Linked DNA regions of Canis lupus: region 2 is linked to region 1. The links are chromatin contacts, called in public Hi-C maps. All regions are on one chromosome and are shown on one strand. Each heading gives the region's core, a stretch centred on a gene start, on an enhancer-like site or on the middle of the called end of the contact. The rest is flanking DNA. Distances are from core to core; before and after follow the strand shown.

The links. Hi-C and Micro-C count contacts between places; a contact is called where the count stands out from the background.
Region 2: a Hi-C map of liver shows a contact between it and region 1, with 2.1 times the contacts expected there. The contact joins two enhancer-like sites. A contact is called at or near these places in 4 of 9 Hi-C or Micro-C datasets (amygdala, blood and liver).

What each region holds. Positions count from the first base shown.
Region 1 is chr1:81,273,268-81,279,734 of UU_Cfam_GSD_1.0, reverse strand. No RefSeq gene overlaps it. Among named protein-coding and RNA genes, the nearest start is that of GNAQ, 110 kb to the left of the region's middle. Within about 2 kb of position 3,269, at least 10 of the 20 cell types and tissues checked have an H3K27ac peak or open chromatin away from gene starts, as enhancers often do. A contact at or near this core is called in liver, where this site is marked.
Region 2 is chr1:81,349,987-81,356,453 of UU_Cfam_GSD_1.0, reverse strand. No RefSeq gene overlaps it. Among named protein-coding and RNA genes, the nearest start is that of GNAQ, 30 kb to the left of the region's middle. Within about 2 kb of position 3,658, at least 2 of the 20 cell types and tissues checked have an H3K27ac peak or open chromatin away from gene starts, as enhancers often do. A contact at or near this core is called in liver, where this site is marked.

The DNA.
Region 1 (6,467 bases), core at 2,020-4,519:
ACACAGAGAGAGAGAGAGAGAGGCAGGCAGAGACATAGGCAGAGGGAGAAGCAGGCTCCATGCACCGGGAGCCCGACGTGGGATTCGATCCCAGGTCTCTAGGATCGCGCCCTGGGCCAAAGGCAGGCGCTAAACCGCTGCGCCACCCAGGGATCCCAAGGGTAAAGATTTTAAAAACATATAAAATAAGAACAGGTTAACAGGAAAAATATATATATCTTCAAAGAACTGAAAAAAATTTCAGCATGAGTATCTGTGACTAAAAGCAGGGATTCAAAGCCACTTATATACAGACTTAAAGACACATTAGTATAAAATACTGTGACCTATGTACTACAGATAGAAATATTTAGTATTCATAAATATTGATCAGTTAAAGTAAATGTAACATATTATACACTCACAAGGCACATAAAAACTTAAACCAAGTTAAAATAAGGTATTCTCTTGCAACATGTATGTAGAATATAAAGTTTTCTTTGAGGTGTCCAAGAAAAACACTGATGTAAATAAATTCAGAAAATGGATGTGGTCAAGAAAACAAGAACTCATTATTAAACATGGTATTTTACAATGGTAAGTTTCTGGGTTCATTTAAAAAAAAAGAATAAAAATCAAAATATATTAATACTATAGAATTTAGAATACACTGGGAAAATTGCTGTGTATGTATCAAAACAGCCCAAATTACACAGCTATTCTTTCATGTAGGCAGGAAACCACTACTTTCTCTTTCTCATGTTTTCATATTATTAATATATAAAATAAAATAAGTATGTGAATGCAAAGGTCCCCTGCCAGATAAATCCATTTCCACTAAAATGGAGTCATGCCTTTAACTAAAATTTACTTTGAAAATAATTTTATGCTGAATGTCATTTAAACATAAGAGGAACCCTCCATTTAAATAAGGTAGTTGAAAATATTGATAAAGCTTTAAACTGTGAAAGGATAAATCCTATAATCTCCTTTGGACAGGTAGGAACAGGAAGTTTCAGTGAACTCATTCAAGCAGCTTGATAGAAGAGCAGTTCTTCAAAAAAAAACTTCCCCAATACCTTGCCTGGTTCATATCAACCATCATCTTTCTCCTGGATTCAAAAAAATCATGAAATCACAAGCTCGCCTCCCCACCTACATTTCGTAAAAAACACTTACTGTAGAAGTAGTATAGGTATCAAACTCTTTAAGCTACAAGTGCAACACATACCCAGAACATGAAACTAACAAATCTTAGATGATGCCTAGGGCTCGTATTTCTAACAAAAAGTTGCATAATTTTTAAATGTTATTGATGAATGTAGGTGCTAAATTACTGTCATATTTTTCCACCACTTCTAATAGGCCATATTTGGGGGCTGGGGAGAGGCTGTACTAAACCCTACTCAAATAATCTAGTAAGGGAAAAAGTTCTATCACTCTAGCAGAAACACTGTTTCATTTTTTGCTCATAAAATTATCTCCTCAAGCCATTTTTAAAGCACCTCATGTTATTTAAATACACAGTATGTAATTAAGTGTCCATATATGTGCATTTGCCTAAAAGTCTTCTTCCAAGACATTCAAACTGAGGCCTTCAAACAGACAAACCCCCTGGGTTCTCACTCAGCGGCTAGGAACCTCAAGCTGTCACATTTCAGACAACAGGGATGGCTTGGGAGATCTCAAATGCTGTATTCACAGCTAACCATGAACAAAGACTGTAAACAGGGAAAAAGAAAACCCTTTCTTAAGTATCTGTAAAACACATGCTTTCCCCCTTTATCATGCACTTACACACTCTATGCCTATTTCTCTTCCCCTCTCTATTTTTCTCAATCTCGAGAATCCGCAACATATTCAATTACACATTATTCAGCCGTTAGAAGTAGCCCAAAATGAGAATAAAACACTTTTTAATTTTCATTTTTCCAACTGCAGTTTTCCCCTTCCCTGGCTTCATTCCCTAAAGCCCACCTCTTTTATCCAGCGCTCTGCCTTCTGTTCTTTATAAACATGTGCACATTTATCTAATCTGGTTTCAAGATGAAGACATAAAGCATGGCATATGAGTTAACCATTTGTAATTATTTGTGATCATTATATTTTGTTCCCCCTTGTAAATGATCCAGTAGATAAGCACTTGAGTCCCAAAGGCAGCTGGTTCCTTGAACCAGGAGATGGAATGCTCAAGAAAGAAGCCGCATGCTTCCCGGATCTGAAGTGACAATACAATATTTCTTTCTTCCAGCCACGTCTGAGGAACATATTTATTATACACGCAAGTATCTTGAACACAAGTGCAGACATTTTTCAGGCCTGTTACTGCAAAGCTATTTGCTCTTCCTACCACCATAGCTCAGAGTTATGTCACGCTGGCTCCTATGTGTACCCTGATCCTTGACTGTGAACATTCTCTCAAAGATAATCATCAATAGAATTCCTATTTGAGAAACAGCCTTTTCTTGATAACTTAGTGCTGGGGCTTTTTTGGAGATCAAAGGGAAATTTTCGCTATACACTTCCCGTTTTCCTTCCAGCCCAGATCCCAAAGATATTAAAAATTGCTGTCCGTTTTAAACAAAAGGTTTCTATTTGTTTCCGTGAGAGTAACTGAGAGGCTGCGCTGGTTTTCAGTAGTAACTATTGTGAATTCAGGCCTACATCTGGGTTGCCTCATTAAACAAAAGAAACCCGTCGCTGTCAACAACCACACAGCGCAACCCTCGCGTATCCGTCCTCTTTATCTGGAAGGAATGGTGCAGACGAGAAGCCAGCCTGTCACCATCCACTGGTCAAGAAACTCCAGGGTCCCTGCTTTCGGTGGTCTGGTGGCCAGAGCACAGCACTTGCGTGACACACCTGAGCTTGCCTGCCCGCCCCCCCCCCCCCCCAAGACGTAGCCCCCTTTCTTCGGAGCGCCGACCGCTGGGCTCCCTCATCATCGCTTCTCCGGGAATCCGGTCGCGAGTCTGCCCACCATACCTGCCTCTGCTGACCCCAGAAGGCACTGACAATGGATGCACACGGGCCACCCCACCGCACGCTGTCGCCCAACGCGCCCCAGCACGGCTCGTCGCCCTCGGGCCACACACCCCCCTCCCCTCTCCAGCACCGGGCGCCGCGGCCAAGACGCTGGAAGTTCAACCCCGCTGCCCACCTTCCACCCCCGCGCCTCTCCCCCGAAGTGCTCTGCGGCGTAGCCGAGGCTCGGCAGATAAACGCCCGGCCCGAAGGCGCAGCCCTCGGGGACACCAAAAGGCACAGGCCGAGGCCCGGGGCAGGGCAGCCCCGACCCGAGCCCTCCGCGCGGTGTCTGCGCGCATGTAGGCGCGCGCGGAGGGGGGTGGTGCGCGCGCCCGCGCCCGCGCCCGCGCAGGTTAGCGGCTGGGGGCGCGCCCGCCGAGGGTCGGGGCGAGGGGCGAGGGGCGAGGGGCGAGCGGGGGCCGCGGGGGCCGCGGGGGGCGGCGGCCGGGGGCGGGGGGCGCGCGCAGCCCGGCGGGAGGGCCCAGGGCGGCGGGCCGCGGGCCGTACTCACCGAGCAGCAGCAGCTTGAGCTCCCGGCGGGCGTCCCGCTTGTCCCTGCGGAGCTGCCGCTCGATCTCGTCGTTGATCCGCCGGGCTTCCTTGGCCTCCTCGCTCAGGCAGCACGCCATGATGGACTCCAGAGTCATTCTTCCGAAGTGCCTCCGCTGCAGCCCCGCCGGCACCCCCTGCTCACACGCGCGCACACACGCCCTCCCGCCCTCGCTCCCCCGAGGCAGCGGTGGCCGCCGAGCCCCCGCCGCCCGGGCGCGCGTCCGGGACGAGCTCGGGGAGCGCCGCGGGGGCCGAGGCCAGGGCCGGGGCACCAGGTGGGCCGGGGGTGCGGCGGGAGCGGGCGGCTCCGGCGCGCGAGGAGCGAGGCGGGCGCGGGAGGCGGCCGCGGGCGCTGGCTCGGGGGGCGCGCGAGGGAAGGCCGCCGCGCCCGGCCTCGCTCAGACGCCCGCGCCTCCTTCCCCGGGAACGGGCGGCCCGCCTCGCCCCCCGCGCCGCCGCCGCCGCCGAGGCTCCCCGAAGCCCTGCGCCCGGCGGCGAGAGCACATCCACCGGGCGTCCCCGCAGCGAGCGGCCGCCGACGGCTCCCCGCGCCCGGCGCGCCCGCTCCCGGCTCCCGGCTCCCGGCTCCCCGCCTCCGCCGCCGCCGCCGCCGCCTGACACGGCTCCCGGGCGCCCTGGGCCCTGCCCGCGCCCACCGCCCGCCGCGCTCCGCCGCCGCCGCCCCCGCCCCCGCCCCCGCTCCGCTCCGCCCCGCCTCCGCCGGACGCCCACCCCCGGCCCGGCTGCTCAGCGCTCGCCCTCCCCCTCGCCACACACACACATTTTCTTCTTTCTCTGAACTGGAGCACAGATCCGGGAGGGAGGCGGCGGCGGCGGCGGCGGGGGGGAGGGGGAGGCGGGAGGAGGGGGGAGGGGGAGGGGAGGCGGGGGGAGGGGGGAGGGGGAGGGGAGGCGGGGCCGCCCGGCCCCTCCTGCGCGGCTTTCCTGGGCTCCAGCCGCCGCGGCGCGCCTCCCGGGCGGCTCTCGCCTCGCCTGCCGCTCCCCGGCGGGGCGGCCCCTCGGGCTCTGGAGGCGGCAGCGGGCGCGGCGGTCGCGGCCGCCCCCCGCCAGGGCCGACCCGGGCCGCCCCAACCTGCCGCTGCCCGCCGGCCGCCCGGGCGTGGTGCAGCGGGAATATGGCGGCCTCGGGCCTCGGCGGGGTCGCGGGATGCAGCCGCCCCGGGCCCCCCTGCACTCCCGGCCCCCGCCCCCGCCCCCGCCCCGGGTCCTGGTCGGGTCGGCGCCCCGGGGCCGCCTGCCGGCCCTCCTGCCTTCTCCCCGTCCCTATTTCTAAAACGCCATTCGGTGAGAGAAGCGTCTCGCTCACCTCTGACCCCACTTCAGGCTTGGAACAGAAGGTACTGGGTCGCGGAGGGAGACTGGGGGCGGCGGGGGCGTAGGCCACACTGCCCACAGAGTTACACCCGAGATAGAAATCTGAATCCTGAGCTGCAAAATGGAGCTGCCCAACTTTCCAAGAGCCTCCGATTTTTCATGCCGTCGAGGTTGTCTCTGGGTTGCTTACAAGCTCCTCTCTTGCCTCTCTGAAAAGGCGCCCGGCGTTTAACAGCCAAGGGATCAAATTTACCCTGCTGGCCCCGAGATTGAATTATGGTCCACTCACGGGGAAATGCAAAATAATGGGGAAGGCAAGGAAAGAATAAAATAGGGGGGAAAGGGGGAAAACAAGATTGCCCCAGCGAAATCCCATCCTAGTGTTTTCTTTTTCCACATTCGATGGAGGCGTTTTACGTTGAAATGTGTGCTTGTGAAAAATGAATAAATGGCCAAAAATGAAAAAAAAAAAAAAAATCTCTGCTCATTCAGGTTTTAGTTGGCCTAATAGCTACAAAAGGTGAAACTCAGATTGCTTCCTGCTTTAATGGAAACTGTGGTCTCAAGAGTAAATTGTATTTTGTGAAAGGAATCCCTTTTTCACGTTTTATGTATTCTAAGATGCCTCTGGAGCAACCTGCTTATCCGGAGTATAAAGTGAGGTCATGACTACTATTGCTACAGGTCAACAATGCACATGGACTTCTTGGATGACAGGTGTGTGACTACCTTCTTTCAGGTGCCATCACCTCCACCCCTTGACACACACACATGCCAGAACCTGGATCAAACAAGTCATGGAGATCTTAGATCTACACTTTAGGCTCCCTTTTTTAGAAGAATATGTGGCCTAGCAAATGATTCGATTTCACATAGGCCAGGAAAGCAGAGAACACAAACCTCACCACCTGTATGTGAACCCTAAAAAAAGCCACTAGACTTTCTGTGAAATTTAAAGTGACTAATGAAATTAAATATGGAAATTCATTTTCTTAAGATTTTATTTATTTATTAATGAGAGAGAGAGAGAGGCAGAGACACACACAGAGGGAGAAGCAGGCTCCATGCAGGGAGCCAGATGTGGGACTTGATCCCAGGACCCCGGGACCACACCCTGAGCCAAAGGCAGATGCTCAACTGCCGAGCCACCCAGGTGTCCCAAAGATGGAAATTCAACAGGCAGAAATGGCTTCAGGGGAAACATCATAAGTTTGCATCCTCTAATATATGTATATATAGGAGCTTCAAAGAGATATTAGACATCAAAAAAAAAAAAAATCAAGTGACAGGAAGCTTCAGGTCTCTGGTTTCCTAGGCAAAGACTCAGATTTTTGAAAACGCCTCTCAAAACTGTACTATCAAGCTAGGAGGCAATCCATTTTGACAGAATTGACATAACTTTTGATGAAAGGAATTACACTGTTTAAACACATTGTAGGTACCATCAAAATCTATTTTGTCACCCCTGAGTCCCCAGAATCAGGACCACTCCTTGGCACTCAGTAGATATTTGTATGGATAAAACAAATCAATAGGAGGAAGTTTCTTCAAATATTGGAAAGAAATTAGGAAGT
Region 2 (6,467 bases), core at 2,409-4,908, 76 kb before region 1:
CCATTTGCTCTGGCATGTGTAGCCCATGAGGCACTGCTACAGGCACAGCTACACTCCCAGGCTCGTTTCCATCCTATTGTCCATCCATTCCACATCTTGGATTATTTCAATGTCTTCCTCCTCGTGCATTAAAAACTAAAAATGTCTGTACAGATACATGAGGAAATGTTTAGAAGTGGTTATCTCTAGGGAGGAAATGCGGAAAGGAAAGGCAGGCTTTTCCTCTCATTTTATACATCTGTGCTATTTGAAATTTTTTACCATGCGCATGCACTGCACTTGTTTTTCATTAAATAAATATGTTTTATAAAAGAACCAGTTAACTAGTGTCAAAAGATGTGTGGAAAGGGACATCTGGGTGGCTCAGTTGGTTAAGCATCTGCCTCCAGCTCAAGTCATAACCTCAGAGTCCCAGGATCGAGCCCCGCATTGGGCTCCCTGCTCAGCGGGGAGTCTGCTTCTCCCTCTGCCCCTCTCCCCAACTCCCCCCACCCAATGTTCATACTCTGTCTCTCAAATAAATAAATAAACAAAACCTTTAAAAAAAAAAAAAAAAAAGGATGTATGTCCAGGGATAGTCAATGCAATGTTCTCATGGTTTGGGAAAAAAGCAAAGATAGAACATAATAGGTAGAAATTGGAAATACCTAAATAAATCAATACATAGGGTCTCAGTGCAATATACCAGATCCCATCCATCAACAGAATAATGGGCAGCTACTAAAAGTGCTATATTGTTGTTGGAAGCTTCAATAATATATTTAAAATAGGCTATAAAAAATAGGCTATAAAACAACTCCTTTCATTTGAAAAAAGAATCTTCATTCTTTGGATAAAATTAAAAGCACTGTTGATGGCAAGATTCATATCCTCTACCTTCACTCCAGTATATTTTACCTTAAGGAACATGTGTAAAATATAAAAGATGAACATAGCCAACCAAGATTATAGTCAACTAGAATCATCTTCACTGTTTATTTAATTCACTGGCCACTGCTGATGATATGCATACACTCGTCTTTCACAAATAACCTTCACTTTCATTTTACAAGTTATACATGACAAAGTATCTCTCACTGTACATTTTATTTATGTAGTGTTTTCATGTAGATGGCCAACCTCTCCATATAAAGCTCCATCTATTCTCAGTCCCTCATTTGTATACCAGAGAAAGGGCTCCTTTTTAAAGAGGATGGGCTGTAAGATGAACTCCAAGAACTTTTCTACTGCCCACTCTCATGATTCTCCACATTCACTTCATGAGAAGGACCATGAAGAGGGTTGTCTCAATAAGTCACCAGATCCGAGAGTTCTGAATGATCTCAAAGAAAGCTAGTATTTCTTTCATAATTTCCTAAATAAGTTCTTTGAGCATTCACTCTGCCCCAAGGATCAATAGGACATGAAGCAGGTCTACTGATCCAGGCCAAGGTGGATGGCAATCATTGCAGGCTGCTCTTTACATTACGAAGCAGCTCTGCTCCTCACCCCAACTCCTTCCAGTTACCTGCCCAAAGGCCTTCTGATGATCATTAGAATAATCACAAGTGAGCAATAAGACAAAACTCAAGTACATCCAATTCTCTATTTGTTAAAAAGTCTCTTAGGGAGACTGAAATTAGGCAGTATCAGTATTTTCGTGTTGCTCCAACCCACTTAATAAAATGGAAAAATATGCCTACAGGTGGGTTGCATTTAATTAAGCAGGAGATATAAAGTCATCTTTATGTTTAAGAAGAAGTTATTGTTGTTGTTCTAAAAGTTACTCTGAGATAAAATATGACCTAACAGTTCTAGAAAACAGAGAAGAAAATAATGAAATCTCTTACATTGTACTTTCAAAGAACTTTTCCTGCATATGTCAGGTCCAAATAAAAATAAAAACAGCACAAGCAGGGGATATTTGTTTCACAAAAGATTCTCTTCCCTTCTCCCAACTTTCTTTTTTTTTTTTTTTTTTTTTAAAGATTTTGTTTATTCATTCGTGAGATACAGAGAGAGGCAGAGACACAGGCAGAGGGAGAAGCAGGCTCCCCGCAGGGAGCCCCATGTGGGACTCGATCCCAGGTCCCCAGGATCACACCCCGGGCGGAAGGTGGTGCTAAACCACTGAGCCACCCGGGCTGCCCCCCTTCTCCCAACTTTCAATAGTTCTGTAACAAAAGTGCCAATGGCACACACAAATAGTAAAATAGAAAACAGGTATATTACCAATATACAAATGTGCCTTTATTCCAAAGGACTCGTAATATTTTCAAATGATTGACTTAAAACAGTTAGGAAATGAAAAGATTACAGGAAAAAAATAATTTTTATCTTTTACAAAGCTGTTAAGTTATTTATCAAATTTCAATACAAAATACCCATTAACTTAATTATATATACATTTAATTTATATAATGATTTCCAAATTCAGTTACCATGCTAAATCAGAAATGTGTCATTTGACTAGTACTAAACTCAACATGTGTTTCACTCCATCTATTATTGCTTAATAATTCATAGGTAAGTGTCTAAGAATTGTCTATTAATAAATAATGAACAAAAATGAAATATCTGATGTCATGCTAGTGACTCACACAAAAAGACAAAGTTGAGAATGGGAAACCATGAAAAATATTTCCACCAGGGAAAGGAGAGAAATATTTAACAGCCCTATCAAAGTGAGCGATTCCCTATAATTCACTATTAGAGGGGTTTTAATGAACATGAAAAAAATATTTTTAAGGTAGATTAGGGACAGAATCACACACTCCAACAGCTGCAGCATCCTTTCCACTCATCCTACCAGCTGGAAATCACTGTTAACAACATGGCAGGAGGTCAGAGGAGGAAGGTCAGGTGCGGCAGACACTCCTCTACTGTCTCCTCCACTGTCTTTCCTCTGCTGCTTGCTCAGAGACTTCCTTACCCAGGCCTGTGGCAGTGTGTGTGTGTGTGTGGGGGGGGGGGGGGGGGCGGGGACGGAGGGGGGGCTGCGCCACATCCCTGGAGGTGTGGGACCAAGTGTATTTTGACAAGTTCTTGAGATGCTTCTGCTGTGCACCAAAGTGCAAGAACCCCTAATTATTCCCTGCTGTCTCTCAACAAAATCACCTCTGAGTGTTTATTGTTAACTTCCATGTTTATGATATGAAAAAAGATCTCTATGCTTTGAAAATAGTCCATTGTTTTTAAGGCAAAGTCCAAAAGTTGGTGTAAGTTCGACTAAAAACCTGCATGGTGGAGTGACATGTCTCCCCTCTGCCCTTTCTCAGAGTGAAATCTGACACAGGCTAGACTTGCAATATGCACATTTGGAAGGGATATGCCCTTCCAATGAGTAACTGCTTCCCAGGTCAGTCTCCCCAGGGGCCCTACCACGCGCGACATCCCTGCACACCTAAACCCGGTGGCAGGCCTTCTTCTCTTAAAACAAAAACAAAATATGAGCAGAGAGTTCATGTGTGACTGCTTTGTTAAGTAAAGTAATCCTCTTACGTACTTAATCTGCCTGTGTTTGAACAGATAATAAATGTTGTGGCTATCAAAACGAAGAAAGTCCATCGAACACAGCTGGGCTGGCCAGGAGGCAGAAACAAGCAACAATGACAAAGCCAGAGACTTAGCTTAGGACCTACAGCAGCCCAGCCCTTTCCTCAAAATCCAACTTGGCCTTTGGAATCTATCCTCCCCCAGCATGTACCTAGTGTTAAAGAACCGATTCCACTGACATCGTCCCTCGGTGTCACAAACATTTAATTCTCCATTCTCATCAAACTGAAAAATCTGGTCACAAGTCTGTTGTGTCCTACTTAATTGAGCGGCACAAAACGTTATGCTTTCTTCCAGAAAGAAGTTTAAGATATGTTGGAGACGACATAATAAAAACAGTTTCATTTCCTCGTCACCTTAGCTGATCATGTGATTTTGAAAGTCCACTTTTTTTCCTCTGCTTGTATTAGATACCAGCAAATGCTAATATCATGGAGACAGAGTTCAGTTGGCTTCTGTTGAAAGAGGCACTGTAACTATATTTCCATCCTCTTTAGAACTTTTTTTTCCCTAATTTATTCAGCTCAGCCACATGGCAGATGGTTTTAGAGAATTCCAGTTAATGGGAAGTCATCCTCCTTCGGTTCAGTAAGTGTCCGAGGAAAGGAAGGTGTATCTAATGCACTGTCAATGTGGCCACCATTCCATCCTGGTATGGTTTATGGAAGAGAACTGAGAACATGAGAATTTTCACACTGTTTCAGAAGCAGCTGGACACTTGGTAAAACAGGAGAATGATACCAAGAGTCACTCATTAACATTGCTGAGCATACCAGCTGTGTGACTTTCCTCATGCCTCAGAATTTCCTGGACAGTTTAACATCAAATCCTAATGAACTCACATCAGCGCTTAAGAAAGCTTCTCATGTTTCAGAGTTAGGGCTAATGGGGCAAAAAATTAGGGACCCAGGAGCTCCAAAAGCCTTCAAGATCCTCCACCCCAAACCCCTCATCTACTGTAGACAGACAAACTGGAGCACAGAGCTGTATCAAGAGACCAGACTAAATCTAGAGCTGGCTGACAGCAAAACCCGGCCTGGCAACAAGGCCTCAATTCTTGCCACAGGGGTATTAAGCTGACAAACCACCCTCACTCACTCCTGGGCTAACTACCAACACAGTAACCAAGCCTCTCTAAGGAAGGCAACGGTGGTGTCCAGAGAAAACTGCCTATTAGCATTCGGGGCACCACGCCCCATTTTCACGAAATTTGGTCCTGAACAAACCATGATTTCTTTTAAACCATTGGGTCTCTGCTGCCTAACCACAGAGTAAGAGCTGGCAAGTCTGAAATAATTTAAGACACAGGCATGACACACTTTATGCTAGCAACACAAAAATGTTCAAAATCCGCAGTCACTGCTCCAAGGTAAGTGTCCAGGAGATGGGGAGATTTTCTAGACATTTTGCTCCTCTCTGAAGTCATCGAAGAAAAATCATTGTTATGGTCGATTTCTATTCATACACAAAGCAAATGTGGGTAATTTTAAGTGGTAAGTTCTATTAATGTGAAGTTTGGTAAACCATTTAAGAATTTTGCTGGATATTTCTGGAAAAGAAAAAGTCTCCAAAAAACTCACTGAAAGTTTGACTAGTATAAATATGAAATGATAAGAACAGGTATTTAATTTGCCTCCTTCAAATCACTTGGAAGAATTTTATGGATTAAATTATAAACCATTAGGTTTACAGGGTCATTAAATCTAATCCTTTATAATTATAGGACATAAAGGAAGTATTCACTAGTAATAGCTAGTAATAACTTTACCCAAAATATTCAGTATCCTTTTTGATTTGGATTTTCTGTTTGACACACTGAGGGCAGTAATCAGTTTGCACTCAAAACCAAGATGGGATGTTTTTCCAATGATGATGATTCCTGAGCTACCTTCAGTGGGTCCATGAACAAGCCACAACCATGTTAAGTACAGTCCTTCATGTGAAATGTTTCTAATTCCCTTTTTTTAAGCCAAAGGTTGTCATCTTGTCATTCTTAAATACTAACAACGACAGTAGTCAATAACACTGTAGTATCTTTATGGTGACAGATGGTGGCTAGACTTATGGTGGTGATCATTTTGTGACATATATAAATGTTCAATCATTGTTGTACACCTGAAACTATGATAATGCTGTATGTCAACAATACTTCAATAAAAAATACAAATTAAAAAAGAACAGATAACACACACACACACACACACACACACACACACACCAAGTAGTAACAACAGTAATGTGTATATCAGGCACAGTCTACTTACCAGGCTTTCTTCTAAAGTGCTTTCCACTTTAACACATCCCACCCTCCCAACAACCTTATAAAAACTGGGTAATATTACTATTTTACACTGAAAACCAACATGGTTCCGTCTGAAACTTACAAGGCTCAAAACTGAAGGAGAAGGATATGGTCCCCAAAAACAGGGAATTTGAAGGTAACTACTAGAAAGCAGTTGTTGACTTCTTGTGCAAATCTAAATCCCTGCCATCCCACTGTGACCCTGTGGTGATCCTGTTACAGACTACAAACGCCCAGCTTCCTCTCTCACATCCTTGGAATGCAGGAAGAGCTGAGAAGAAAGGTTTCAAACTCCAGAAGATTAATGTTTTCCTTTTAGGATGAGGATTCCTTACTTTAAAAGCCTTACATCTTGCGAGAAGATCAATTTCCAGGGGCTGGCACCATAACCCTCTTGGACCAGCGTTGCTGGGCTAAGGAGGTAGTTTTCAGAATTTGAAGTTTTAGTTTCCCACCTCTCCCAATTCATTGATGAGAACGGATCTCAGGAAGGGCGAGGAAGGAAAATACCCTCTCATCCAATTCCCAGTCAGAGGAAGAGAATGCACTTGAACGTCGGCGCATGGAAGTGGAGGGGGCATCTCTCTGCAACGCAAGATGGCTCAACTGTGTTCTTCAACATTTAATCAGA